3 separate regions of the Mus musculus genome follow, and all the other regions are linked to region 2. Evidence: chromatin contacts called from public Hi-C and promoter capture Hi-C data. All regions are on one chromosome and are shown on one strand. The core of a region is the stretch at or near the end of the contact, and the rest is flanking DNA. Distances in the headings are between cores, read along the strand shown. Region 1 holds the start of Nrcam (neuronal cell adhesion molecule). Region 2 holds the start of Dock4 (dedicator of cytokinesis 4). Region 3 holds the start of Ankmy2 (ankyrin repeat and MYND domain containing 2).

Region 1 (4,363 bases), core at 1,035-3,534, 3.9 Mb after region 2:
AAGCAATGAGACCAACTGGCCATGGGCTATAGCCTTTGAAACCAAGGCCTTTGTAACTGAATAACAAAAACACTCTTTAAATTGACTGATTATCTTTAGCACTTGTTGTAGTCATTGTTGTAATTTTGTCTAGTTCTTAGTATTTGTTATAGTGATTGGCATAACACTCAGTGGAGAGGGAGGGACCACACATTTGTATTAATATACCAGGCAATCAATAAAGATCATGTTTTAGATGGAGCTGCCCATCATAACTGTATTTTTGACAATATTGGATTATAATGTCCTTTCAAATAGGTAACATGTGAAAATTACTATTATCAATATATCTCTACCTAATCTGAAGATAATGATGACACAGGTAGATACCATTCTTGTAGAAGATTACTTAATGATGTTAACATACTTTTTTGTTGTTGTTGTTTTTGTTTTTGTTTTTTTTTGAGACAGGGTTTCTCTGTGTAGCGCTGGCTGTCCTGGAACTCACTTTGTAGACCAGGCTGGCCTCGAACTCAGAAATCCGCCTGCCTTTGCCTCCCAAGTGCTGGGATTAAAGGCATGGGCCACCAGGCCCAGCTAACATACTTTTTTTTTTTTTTAAGTGCTTTTATCTTTCTGATCTGGAGTTTACCAACCTTTCACTTGAGTTCCGCTAGGAGGGTGGTGGTGGTTAAAAAAAAAAAAAAGTTACAATTTATAATTAAAAAAAAAAAAAAAGACAGCTAAAACCAAGTTTCTGTGTTTACGTAGTCTAAACTTCTGATTCCACAGGGTTAGAGCAGGTGGAGAGAGTGGGGCACATGCTGGTGGGTAGACTGATCATTACTAGCGTAGCTAGGCACATGCTTGGTTTCAGAAAATTTGAGGTCAAGTTGTCGGGTAGTCTCCCTGAGAGGCCTGCAGTATGGATATGGATTAAGAAACTTGGTTGAGAAAATCAGGCAAAGGGAGAAAAAGAGAGAGGGGAGGGGGAGATAGGACTGAAAAACAGAGGAACGTCTAAAGCCTGTTCACCCCAGGTACCACTGGAGGGCTCCATGGCTCTCTACGGAGGTGCTCCTCACGGGAAGAGACATTCTGTGCTCTGTCCTTGACACAGCATGGCACAGTGGTTAAGACTATGGGTTTCGGGATCAAGTGTGAATCGTAGTACTCTTTGAAGCTTTGAAGTACTTTCTTTTATGAAGGGGATCCTGTATGTTTGGGCAGTAGGAGAAAGAAGAGACACTGTGCACATGAGTGAATGTGGGTTGAAGCTTAAGTTCAAAGTAAAGTCACAGCAGGGCAGAGGAGCTATCAAGACTCTGAAGCATGGCCCGGGCCAGATCTGTTTTTATTCATGAGTGCCAATCTAACACCTATTCTGGAGGCTGAAGGTAGAGGCTGAAGAGAGCTTCCAAAAGTAAATGGTCCAGCTGGGTAATACCAGGCTGACTGTACCCGGGCCTGCAGAAGGAAGTAGGCCCAGGTAAGAGGCTATGTGCCTTGGACACCATCATGCTGGAAGGGGTGAGGGTCCTGAAGAATCTGAATTGTGTAGTATGCAGTGGGTTTACTCAAATTCTACATATTCTTTTAAAAAATTCTACACACTTTTGCATTGAAAAAACAAACAAACAAACAAACACAAAACTTGTATAATACTCTGCAATCTGAAAAGCTTATGTCAACTACTCCAGAAACCCAATCCCTACTGAAAGTAGCATCCGCTTACACGCTAAAGGGACCCTTCCTCAAGTGTATTTGAAAATGACAGTTGTAAAACTATAAACCAGTACCCAACCCATGCCAAGTAGAGTTTGCAAAAGCACGAAATACTTTAGAGGAATAGAAGAGAGGCGGAAGGATTGGAGGTGAGAGGAGGGCGGGAGGGAATGTGTGATCCGGATCCATCCATCACACTCACACGGAAATCTAAACCAAGGAGAGTGGCATTTAAAACACTGGTTTTCTGGAACATCTTCTGTAGACACATCCCAGTCACCCATTCCCCTGAACACTCAAGTCCTGAGTTCCTGGCCCTACAGCCACCACCTCACCCGGTGCGTGGTGGCAGAGGTCCGGAGTAGCGCGACCTCTCAGGTGAGAGGCCACCCAGTCCTCAAGGCGCTCAAGGCCGGAGCCCATTCGCTGCAGCCTAAGCTGTGGGTGGGTGGGAGGGGGTTAGGCCGGAGGGGAGGGGGCGGGCGACGCCCGGTGAGTGCGGGGGAGGGGGACGCGGGGACGCTAAGAGAGTCGGGAGGGGCCTGAGCGCGACGCTGGGTATCGCCGGGAGCGGAGGGCGGGAGCGGCGAGGACGCGCGCTTCGCCTGGGTCGCTGGCGGACGCGCGCCGGAGTCCGAGCCTGAGACGCGCGGGCGCGAGGGACCGTGCAGAAACGGAGACTGGGGCAGCTGGAGGCGACAGCTTCGGAAGCTTCGGAAACACGCACGACAGCTGGGCTCCGGGGTCTTAGGCAGTAGCGCCCCGGCAGGGAGGTGGGCGCGGCACGAAAACGTGAGTAGCCCTGGGTGTGTCTGGCGGTTGCATTAGTGACATTCTGTCCTGGTGGGTGGACGCGGCTGGAGCAGAACAAGGAGCCCGAGGCTGCCGCGTTGTCACTCAGACACTGGCGCCCCGGCTCAACCCGAGCTCTTGTGGGAGTCTGGCAGCACTTGCAGCTTGGGAGAAAGAGGTCGGCGACTTCGTTTTCTCTTGCAAGCCCTTGACATAGTCGGGGCGCTGGTTGGAAAAAGGAGACGCACGCCCTGGGAGGACGCGGCTTCGACCCCCGCAGCTCGGGTACCACGGGCGAGAGCCCACCAGCTCCTTGGGTCCCGGGTTAACTTCAGCCTCTCTGGAAGCCCTGACTAGAGGTCTGCCTGTGGACAGACCGGCATTACACAGCTTTCTGGGCTGGGACGCAGTGGATGCAGTGTCACAAGACAGGGTCGCCCGGCGGCGAAGCGCGACTGAGTCCCGCTGGTCGCGCTGCAGCGTGCGCGCGTTCGTGTCCCCACGGACACATCTGGGCGTGGGCTTTGTTCAGATGTGCTCACACCTGGGCGAATCGCCGTGAGCGGGCGGGGGGCGGGGGAGGGGAATCGGCGATGCTGACTGCCCACCTCGGCTTTCTCAGCCCTGGCGAGGACTCAGGGAATCAGAGGGGAACAGGATAGACACCAGGGATGGTGCGCTGGGGACACTTGCTTTGTTGGCTTCCAGGTGAGGGCCGTGACAGTTCCCCCACCACACACAGCCTCTGTGGACAGGGGCTTCTCAGGGCTGGTGTACCGGGTTTGGGACAGACTGGGAAGAGCCTCTGCCCTGAGCAGGCTCTCAGGGTGGGATCTGACTACAGCTTCGCCCGGGAGTACTGTGGTGAGCCTGGAGTGACTGCCCGCGTTAGAGCATCATCTAGCTGCGAGCGCCATCTGTGCCCGGCACCGCCCCGGGCCCTCCAGGCAGCGCGGGTGGGCGCTGCGGCTCTCTGGTTCCCGGGGTGTGTGGATCCGGCTACTCTCGGTTCACATCTGCCACGGCACAGAACAGGGACCGGATTTCACAGTAGGCAGAGCTAGGGAGTCATTCTCTGAGAAGTGTTCTCTGGATAGCAGGTGCAGCACGAGTTCCCTGAGTCCACCGGGCTGGTAGGCAGGTCATTTCTTTCCCTTTGCTCCGGGCTACCTCTTCACATCCCTGATGCTGGCTGGAGGTCCCTGTGCGTCTGCAAGCACAGAGAAGAGTCGCCATGAGCAAGAGTCCCTCTCCTACCTCACCATCTTCACCCATAGCTCCAGCACCATGGTAAACTGAGAGGGAAAAAGTCCAGAGAGGGAAATGTTCTTCTCCTTCTCTGTTCTTGGATGGTTGATTAAAAAGAAGTGTGGTTTTGAAGCACAGGGTCCTTCCTTGCTGAAGCTCTAGCAGGAAGCCGTGGAGCAGAGTATAATGGGGTAGGCAGCCTTGTTTCCGCACGCACCAGGAGCTCCCCCTGGGGTTGTTGTGGGGAGGAACACAGTGACCCCTGAATACAAAACCTGCTTGAATTGGGCTGCTTCTGAAACGGCCTATGCTAACCACCCATTCCCTGCTGTGAGGCCTTTCAGAAGTGCTAAAACAATGGAGACAGGCGAACTCTTTCTACATTAATGATATGGTAGTCAACTTATTGGGAAACTCCAGGTGTGCAGGAACTATGCACACACAACATCTCATGTCAATTCTTATAACAACTCCATTTCAAAATTAAGAGAGTAGCTTAGACAGGTCAAGTAACTTTCACAAGACCACATACGTAGCTAGGGAGCAGCGGAGCTTTCCCATCAAAGACTTTGAAAGTGTGGTCTTCTTGAGACTTCTCATGAATTTAGAGGAAGCCCAA
Region 2 (4,604 bases), core at 2,038-4,537:
TCATTAAAACCTAGATTAGAATAAATAGCAACATATAGTGCTCTGGTGTGTGTGTGTGTGTGTTGCACACTTGCATACCCGAATGGGAAGGCCAGAGGAGGGCATCTGGTTTTCCCCTCTTTCATGCTCCATCCTATTCGCCTCAGGCTGTCACTGAACCTGAAGCTCACTGCTTCTGCCATAGAGGTGAGTAAAGAGCAGCTGGGATCCTTCTGTTCCCAGCTCACAAAGCTAGGGTTTCAGGCACAAGGGGCCAGGCTTGGCTTTTAAGCACCCCAGGGTTCTTGTGTACTGGAGAACACGCAAGGAAGATAGGTGCACACTTGGTGTCATCTCTTTCTTTATCTGTACTGACAACAAAATAGACTTTTTGATTTTTCTCAAAACATAATTTTGAGGTGAACCAACCAGTATAGGGACTTGGGGAGGAACGGACTAAAGAAACCCCTGGAAGCGCAGAGGTCTCAGCGAGGGAGCTGTATATGCCTGCACTCCACCTAGTGACTCCTTGTAGCAGAGATTTTATAGAACTGCTAGGATTTCTGTTAAATGGCTCCTCAGGCCCTTTTGTCTCAGGATATTAAACACACAGACTGACATTTTAATTAGAATTGGAAGAAACCTCTGAAAAGCAGCAGTTTTCCAGAAATTAAAGAGGTCTGTGATTTTACAGAGAAAGACATCCTGGATAACTTAAGAAGAAATTACTCCTAATGCAATTATTCCCACCTATACTATGTGTCCCATTTTGCAGGATTTGAAAAGAATTCTGATAAAGTCATAGAGTGATCCATTATTAAAGGAGAATTTTAATGACATAAGAATCAGTCATGAAGCTCCCCCAGTCACTGGTCTAAATCAATGATAATACTGGGCAGTTCTGAAGTAAGGAGAGGGTTTGTTTTTGTGACAACCACTGAAAATTCACTGCTGCTCAATGGTTTTGTGGAAGATAATTTGGAGCCTAAAATTAAGTTTTCATTAGTCACCCAATTCAGGCTTACCATATTTCAACACTGGTCCTTGATTAATAATTTCCTTATACTTTTTGAAAATACTAAGTGGGTAAAGGACACTTGATTATTATTGGGAAATATTCATGAGTACTTTTAACAGGGAAAACTGGCATTCATGGAAAACTCACACAAACTTAATACTCTACTGGGCAAACATCTATCTATCCATCTATATTATGTATATAATATATGACAAATATATTATACATATATATAAATCCACTCTCTGTAATGCTATTGAAAATCAGAGCTACTTTATACATTTACTAACAGGGGACTGGCTAGAGTATGGAATATCTTTCCTATGGAACATGAGTGTATTCACTAACAAATGTAACAAAAAAATTGATATAGAAGTATCTTTGATAAACAATAGGAAGAAGAAAGCTGTAGATCTTTGAGTTTACTAGAATCATCCCTCTTATTTTAAAATGGGGTATACAATGCATATTATAAAGGACTATGTTATAAAATATGCATCACTTTTGTCTTTATAAGTGGAACTGTGTAGTGGATGTTACTATTATTATTATTTTTTTAATCTACAGACCTCTGAATGAAGTGCTTGAAATATTTGTAATGAATTCTAAGTGTAAGGTAATTATTTATGCTTTAGAGGTATTTTCAAGTTTTCAAATAAATTAACCCGTGAGAAAAAGTTATCAGTGAGGAGAAGAAGCCGGGCAGTGGCGGCGCACGCCTTTAATCCTAGCATTTGGGAGGCAGAGGCAGGCGGGTTTCTGAGTTCGAGGCCAGCCTGGTTTAGAGTGAGTTTCAGGTCAGCCAGAGCTACACAGAGAAACTCTGTCTCTAAAAACCAAAACTAACCAACCAACCAACCAAAACCCCCACAAAAACAAAAACCATAAACAACGCCCCCCCCCCCCGCCAAATTATTAAAGCTTCCAACTTTATATCTTAAAATGTGGAATTTTGGTGATCTGGAAAAACATAAGTACGGGATATATGGCAAACCCATTGATAGGAATCTCACTCATGGAAAGTGGGAAGAAATTGCACTTTTATTTCCCTGCTACTGAGATAAAAAGCTGTGAAGGTTAAATGGAAAAAACATCAACAAGGACTGAGAACCCAAATTAACCCCCAAAATTAACACTTAAACAAAATGGGTGGGGAGTGGAGCGCGACCAAAAGAAAAGGTAGTCTATGATGAAAGTTTGACTTTTGGTCTCTACAGTGGAACTGAAGAAAGCAGCAAAGTCAGGTTGATACAAAGTAGCTGTGATGAATTTTAAAACCCTATTTTAAATATTCTGTGAGGGCTGGAGTGAATTTAATTCTCTTTTCTCTTTCTCTTAGAATGTAACATCTCCCAGGCTACAGGGCCAAATGATACCTGAGACACACACATCCTTTCCTTTTGAAGAGGACTACAACCTGCAACCAGCAAATAAGTATTAGAGAGCCGTGACGTGACTAGTCTCCAACTTGGAAACCGGTCCCAAACTACATAAAACACCTTCCCAGAGCCAAATTCAGCAAACCGGGGAGAGCGAGGGCTACAAGTCAGGAAATAGCGGCTAATCACAGCTTTACAGTCACACGTGTGCAACCCAGACCTGACCCACACCCACTTGGCGGCAAGTGCAAAGCACAGAATTCCAAACCGGAAGACAGCAAAGGAGCTTTCTCAGAGGCCGGGAAGGCAGCTCTTCACATTTTCTGCTCCCACCCCAAAACAGCTTCAGCCTGGCAACCTCCGTCTGCCCAACCCATATCTCTGGGTCCCGCCCGCGGCTTTTTCCCTGGCACCAAGGTGGTCTCCCAGCCGACCAGCTTCAAAGGTTTGAGCGGCTGCCAGCTGCACCTCGGGCACAGAAGAAGGAAGACAGATCACCCGCGCCTAAGGGACAGCACACTCACCTTCATGATCTGTGTGTCCGATTCCGCCGCGGACCCCGCGGACCCCAGCCTCCCGGGGGTCCACAGGAAGCCCCTGGACCTCACTAGCAGCCATTACCTGGCACAGTAGAAAGGGGCGGGCCGTAGGCGGGGCGGAGCGGTGATACACCAATAAAAACGCGCCTGGGGTCGCATGCCGCCTCACTGAGGGAGTTCCTACACGCCTATGCTGTGCCGTCACATTTTGGACCAATCGATTGTGGCGAGCCTAACTAGGTGCCCCGCCCCCAACCGCTGTAGTCCCGCCTCCTTCCGGAGCCGGGAGCGTAAGAACTACAACTTCCAGCATGCCGCGAGGCAGTGGGTAGGCAGCGCTGGACGGGCGCTGACGGGCGGGGGTGCGCCCGCGAGTGCCCCGGCGTGTTCGCTTAGTTCAGTGAATCAGAACAATGACTGCGCCGCCGGGTCCCCGGGAGCGCGTCGCAGGGCTGTGAGCAGCCGCGGCCGGCAGAGCGGCGGGCGGCTCCGCCTCGGCGGTGTAGTGTCAGTGCCGGCTCCGGAGCCCCGGGAGCAGACCCTGCCCAGCGCCGCAGCCCGCGCGATCCGCTGTGCTCCAGCGACACAGCTGCTCTTCGGGAGCGGTGCATTGTTGTGAGCCACTGGAGGGGCGCGGGGATTGCACAGCCCGGAGCCCCTCAACGCCCTTCATAGCCATGTGGATACCTACGGAGCACGAGAAATACGGCGTGGGTGAGTGCTCGCGGGCGAACTTTTACCACGCTCTGGTCCTTGCCCCCACGCAGCTCGCTCCGCTCCAGGCTGCAAATGCCAGGTCTTGGCATTGCACAGCGGGTCCCGGGCTTGGCCGCACCGGCCTCCGGCTGAGGGGCGAGCACTGGGGGGCTCGCTCCTCACCGTGCACTCGGCGCTCCTCGAACCCGATCCCAGAACGTCCGGACTGCCGCTCCGGTCTCTGCTGGCTGGCGGAGTTTGGAGCGGCCGCGGGGCGTGTTGCGTGTCAAGTTGGAAGGGGAAGCCAACAGGGTTTCTCTCCCTTCTACCCCTGCTGGCCCACAGCGGCAGAGAGCTGGCAGTGGGCTGCTAAGATTTCCCGGGGTGATGAGGGAGACCAGGAACCGGCTGCTAGAATACTCCCAAACAGTAGGGAGGCGCGAAGTCCCTGCGGCTGGGGTCGGCATTCCCAGAGTGCAGAGTGTAGCCCCTGTGACAGACGGAGTCGGGACGTAGCCTCCTTCCTCCCTCGCCTCCCGGGTGTTTGGGGTGTGTGTTGCGAGCAGGGGGGTTGGTAAATTTCAACATCTGTGCTCCTGCGCTCTTTGGTCCTTGGAGGGGAACCGAGATTTTGGCAGGGTTTTTACTTCTGGCCACCTTCTCTACCAGGGAATGAGCGCAGTGGGGGTCATAGAGGCCGGCTGGAAAGTGACGAGGGAGAGGAGGGTCAGAAAGCCTGGCTCTTAGAGGCTGGCAGGCAGCTTTAGGAGAGGACTACCCTGGCACTGATTTGAGAGAAAAAGGAACAGGATAGCATTCACTGTTCTGTGCAAAGGTGAACAACAAAGACCATTAATGTTGACTGATGAATACAGGAGGCTCCCTTCCCTTCCCTCCTCCCTTGTCGGTAGGATTACAGTTCCCGTTTTTGTTGTTTGATTTCAGCTGGGTACCCCCCTCCCCCTTTGACAGTCACTCCTTTTAGGGTTGAGA
Region 3 (4,682 bases), core at 711-3,210, 4.3 Mb before region 2:
TGGCCCAGATTTGGCACCAGAGATGGAAACCCTGGCAGTTAAGTACCCAATTCTGTCTCTGCATCTGATGAAATGATGTGTAGTCACATGGCGAGGTTACTCTCAGGCATTTTCTTAGGTCTGTGGCTACTACCTCTGGCACATTAATTGCTGTGGCGGTAGCATTATGTGTTACACAACACTGGTCACTCTCACAAGCCCTACTGCTTGTTTGAACAGCTACATCATTTTTAAAGCATCATCAAACAAAAGTTTCTTTGTTATATATTGAGATGAATAATTACCAACCATTTTCATGGGAGAATCTATCTGCTCCTCCCTCCCCAAGCTGAAGCTCATGTCTGTCGGTGGCTGTTGGGGGATGGGCAGCGGGAGTTTAGAAAAGATTTTGGTTAAAGATAAGAGATAGGGAACGTCATCTGTGGGTCTCTGAAGTGCTAGTACGCGCTTTGAGCAAAACGAGGTAGAGGGGCCACAGGAAAAGGCATTTCACATCATTCTTGGCACCGTGGAATGAAAGAGCGATCCTGGGGCTACTTAATAAAAACCACCTACATGATTATTCAAGTATTTCTCCCTAGCACAATTGTGTTTTAACGGAAACATCAATACCAGTCTGTTGAGAAACAACAGCAAAACTAAACAGTCATTTCCGAAGAAGCAGTGATTGACGCTGTAGAACGCTACAGATAAGCATCTTGGAGGAATGATTGAATATTTTCTTAAGCGTACCTTGCATCGGAGGCACAGAAAGGTACACACGATATTCACCTCTTATCTACCTACGGTGGACGCTCCAGGAGCCACACCACAGTTGAATGAAGGCTGGATTAAGAAACTAATCTAAGGCTATATATAGACAGCAACACCAATTTAATCCCCGCCCTCTCCAGCCTACCCTCCCTAGTTCCATAAATCCCCAAACCTGAGTTATAAAGACAGGCAGCTCTCTCAGAGCAAAAAAGACCCCCACACCCCAACAAAGTATCAGAGCAGTTGTAAGTCGCTTCTAAATATCCTTAGCGAACACCACAGGTCCAGGTTCCATGGCTTCCACAGAGGGCAAGAAATGACAGACAAGTACTGGGGAGGGCTAGGTTTGCAAAAAGAAATTTACCTTCTCCGAGCCTCTCCCAGTGTCGCTGGTCATGGGGTGTTCCCCTCACCTCCCGGCAGTGGGCCTCCCCGGGGATCGCCACGCACGAGACCATGTGCACCCGCCACTTTCACCGCGTGGCCAGCTTACGGCCGGCCCGCGGTCCCCGGAGCTCTTGGGGCGGACAAACGTAGCGAGGTCTAGGTCTCGCTCGAGAGGCACTAATACACAGTACGTGCATGGATGATGGCGCGGCGCGGGGGCTCCTCTATGAAGAGGAAGGCAACCGCCCCAGGTGGCACATGCTTCCTCCACGCCAGCTCCAGCCCGCTGGGACCCCTTGGCTCGGAGGCGGTCACTGCTCGCTCAACTCTCAGGCTCCCGCCGCCCCACCTGATCACCTCTTACCTGTCCAAGGAGGGAGCGACGACGCGCGAGACTGGTGGCTGCGGCGGATCCTGCAGCAGCAGTGGCGGCGGCAGTGGCTGAGGCAGACAATGGAGGAGTGAAGGACAGACACATTGACACAGACACACAGAACCCGGTGTAGCTCCGCCTCCTGCCCCGGCCCCGCCCTATCCCCGCCCCTTGCCCGAACCGCGCCACTCTTAGGGGCAGTGCAGCCCGTCTAGCTGCATCCCAATGCCTCCGCACGTGCCCACAGAAGTCACTACCAGGCAGAGAACTTCTATCCTTAGAATCCAAGGAACCCTGTGTCCCTGTACTTCTTAATAGGTTATCATGGGAATAGGAAACCTAGAAGATGTATTGAATCCCCTTCCAAATGTCTCCTTTTGGTTTGGACCTCGTAGGTTGCTCCAATTGGAGTCGCTTGCTGCCTCTTGCAGCTCCTCCTCCCGACCTGGCCATTGAGGCGCGGGGGCGGGACTTGTGGAGAGCGCCAGCCCGGCTCGCTCAAGCTCGCCGCACCCGCCAGCCCCCAGCCGTGAGACCCTAGCGACTCTGCCACTTCACTGGGCTGCTGCTCCGGCCTCGAGTTGCCTTGCTGTGGCGGTCTTCCACGACGCATACACGTCTCTTGTTTTTTTAAAAAACCTTTCCAAAGAAATAGAATAAGCGTCAAGCTGGCGGGAACGATGGGTCACATAAAGAAAGGCGAGCTGACCCAGGAGGAAAAGGAACTGCTGGAAGTGATCGGGAAAGGTACGGGTGCAGGGTTGGTATCCGGGTGCTGCACACCTGGTCTCAGGGCATTGAGGAGCCTGGAGCGCGCCCTAGGCCCGGAGGACCTTGGGCAACTTGCAATCCGGAAAAAGCCTTTCTGTCTCTGTCTGGGGACCGATTGCAGGGGCGGGGAGATGGGAGGCAGAAAAATTGAGGCCATCAGATCTAGGTTGCCGAGCTTAGACCTCTAAATCAGCTTTTTGGAAATCGACCGACTGTCACTACACATCTTAGACAGTCACGCGTGGCCCTGGGCGCCTGTCTTTGCGTATGCATGCTTGCCAGCTCATTGGATGTTTTGACCGTAATCAGTCAAGACCGCAGTGGCCTGGTAGTTCTAGGCTCCAAGTCGGGTGTATAAAGGGCCCTTTCGACTTCCGGAGGCTTAAGGATCTGGATCCCTTGCAGATCCCCGCCCCTGCTGCGGGTGGAGGGAGCTTTCAGCAACAGGGGTTCTTTATAAGGGCACAGAACTCGCTCTGCATGTTCCGCCCTGAGCTTTCTGCATCAAGGCCTTCTGTGGCTGGCTTCCTGTAGCCCAGGTCGGCGCAGGCACCCACAGACACGACTGACCTTGGTCCGATGTTAGACCTCAAGTGATCTTGTTGAGCTCCTTGGTGCTTCCCAGTCCACTTTGTGGATTCGAGCCACGCCTCCTCTGTGCAGCTTGCAGGAAGGAAGCCAACTAGAAGCCATGTTTCCCCACCAGTCCCTGAGTGCATGTCCCAAATGAGTTCCTGGCCGCATCCCCGTTACCTGGCAGGTAACATCAGCGTGACCACGTGCACTGTCACTTTGCTGAGAAGAGGATGCGGTGCCTGTGGGCATGATTAATGTGGATGCTTTAAGTGAAAAAATTAAACATGTGCCCTCGAATGACAGAGAAGCCAGACATTGTAATACAGAGCTCCTGGGTTTACAGTTTTCTACTTAGCCAAACTCATCTAGAATCACAGATAGGAAGACAAATGTATTCTTCCTAACAAGGACTGTCCACGTGTCTAAAGAGTATGAGAAGAGAAAACAATGGTTTGAACTCAGCAGGCGACTAGGAACTGATCTCACTTCTAAATCAGTCATGATTCTCACGGTAATCAATATTTGCTGGAAATCTCAGAGCTCTGGGTTGGATTTTTATTCTATGAACTGCATGGCTGTCAATGAGTTCTGGCTTTCATGCCGTCTCTAGGTTAGTTTCTTGCTCCCTTTAGTGGGTCTGGGATTTAGGTTAGTGAACTGGAGCCCCGGCTGTGTGCCTGTTGTACCAATCAAAATTAAGAGAGGACAGCTTTCAACCCATAATCCACCAGGGATAGGAATTCTGGTTTTAAACAAGCCAATGCTATCACATGTTCACTTGAAAGTGAAAACCCATTGGCAGCTGGAGAAAATATGTGTGTGAAAGGAGAAGTATGAATTCTTGGATGGATTTATTCTAAGGTTGTATCAAGCATAATTAGTGTGCTTATTACTTGTATTTCTTGGGCCACCTCATCCTCTAGGTTTGTGAGAGTACAGGTGCTGGCTTTCATTGGTTTAATCCCCTAAGCCTATGAACAAAGATACAAGGTGGATTTACTTAGTGATACATTCTTGTCATGTTCAGGATTTTGGATCGTTATTGCTCTCAGAAAATACTGGCAGATAGGAGAAGATCAGCCAACATTGACATTTTGAAGACATGGCATGTCCTCATCCATTTAATCTAGAAGAGCTAACGTTGGGTGTTTGTTTATTTTGTTTTCTCTGAATTGTAGTATGACGTATCATGGAATGGTCATTAACTGTGTGTCTGAATTAGGTGTGTGTGTGCGCGTGCGTGCGTGTGTGTGTGTGTGTGTGTGTGTGTGTGTGTGTGTGTGTGAATTTGACACAAGTTAGAGCCATCTAGGAAGAGGAGCATCCACGGAGAAAATATCTCCAATAAGTTATTTGAAGGCGAGTCTGTGCCAGCATCTTCTGGATTAATGATTGGTAAGAGAGAACCTTGCCCACCTGTGCCACAGGTGGACAGTTGGTCCTGTTCTGTTCTTTTGTTTTTTGGTTTTCTTCGAGACAGGGTTTTCTCTGTGTAGCTCTGGCTGTCTTGAAACTCACCGTGTAGACCAGGCTGGCCTTGAACTCAGAAATCTGCCTGCCTCTGCCTCCAAGTGCTGGGATTAAAGGGCGTGCGCCACCACAGCCCGGCTCAGGTCCTGGGTTCTTTAAGAAAGCAGGCTGAGAGCCGGGCGTGGTGGCGCACGCCTTTAATCCCAGCACTCGGGAGGCAGAGGCAGGCGGATTTCTGAGTTCGAGGCCAGCCTGGTCTACAAAGTGAGCTCCAGGACAGCCAGAGCTATAAAGAGAAACCCTGTCTCAAAAACAAAAAAACAAACAAACAAAAAAAAGAAAGCAGGCTGAG

The links. Promoter capture Hi-C pulls out the DNA fragments that hold promoters and counts their contacts. A called contact is a pair of places that touch in the nucleus more often than the background predicts.
Region 1: a promoter capture Hi-C map of pre-B cells shows a contact between it and region 2. The contact joins the promoter of Nrcam here to the promoter of Dock4 in region 2. A contact is called at or near these places in 2 of 39 promoter capture datasets (cranial neural crest and pre-B cells).
Region 3: a contact with region 2 is called in a Hi-C map of CD8 T cells, with 5 times the contacts expected there. The contact joins the promoter of Ankmy2 here to the promoter of Dock4 in region 2. A contact is called at or near these places in 2 of 484 Hi-C or Micro-C datasets (CD4 T cells and CD8 T cells).

The regions. Positions count from the first base shown.
Region 1 is chr12:44,326,601-44,330,963 of GRCm38.p6, forward strand. Nrcam (neuronal cell adhesion molecule) reads left to right here and starts at 2,285. Exons shown (of 31, transcript NM_176930.4): 1 at 2,285-2,496.
Region 2 is chr12:40,442,766-40,447,369 of GRCm38.p6, forward strand. Dock4 (dedicator of cytokinesis 4) reads left to right here and starts at 3,288. Exons shown (of 53, transcript NM_172803.2): 1 at 3,288-3,629. The coding sequence starts at 3,593. It overlaps Zfp277 (zinc finger protein 277), which reads right to left and starts at 3,025. Exons shown (of 12, transcript NM_178845.3): 1 at 2,901-3,025. The coding sequence starts at 2,994. Gm40406 (a long non-coding RNA gene) reads right to left here and starts at 2,894. Exons shown (of 2, transcript XR_872699.3): 1 at 1-2,894.
Region 3 is chr12:36,155,164-36,159,845 of GRCm38.p6, forward strand. It overlaps Ankmy2 (ankyrin repeat and MYND domain containing 2), which reads left to right and starts at 1,961. Exons shown (of 10, transcript NM_146033.3): 1 at 1,961-2,260. The coding sequence starts at 2,194. It overlaps Bzw2 (basic leucine zipper and W2 domains 2), which reads right to left and starts at 1,662. Exons shown (of 12, transcript NM_025840.3): 1 at 1,505-1,662.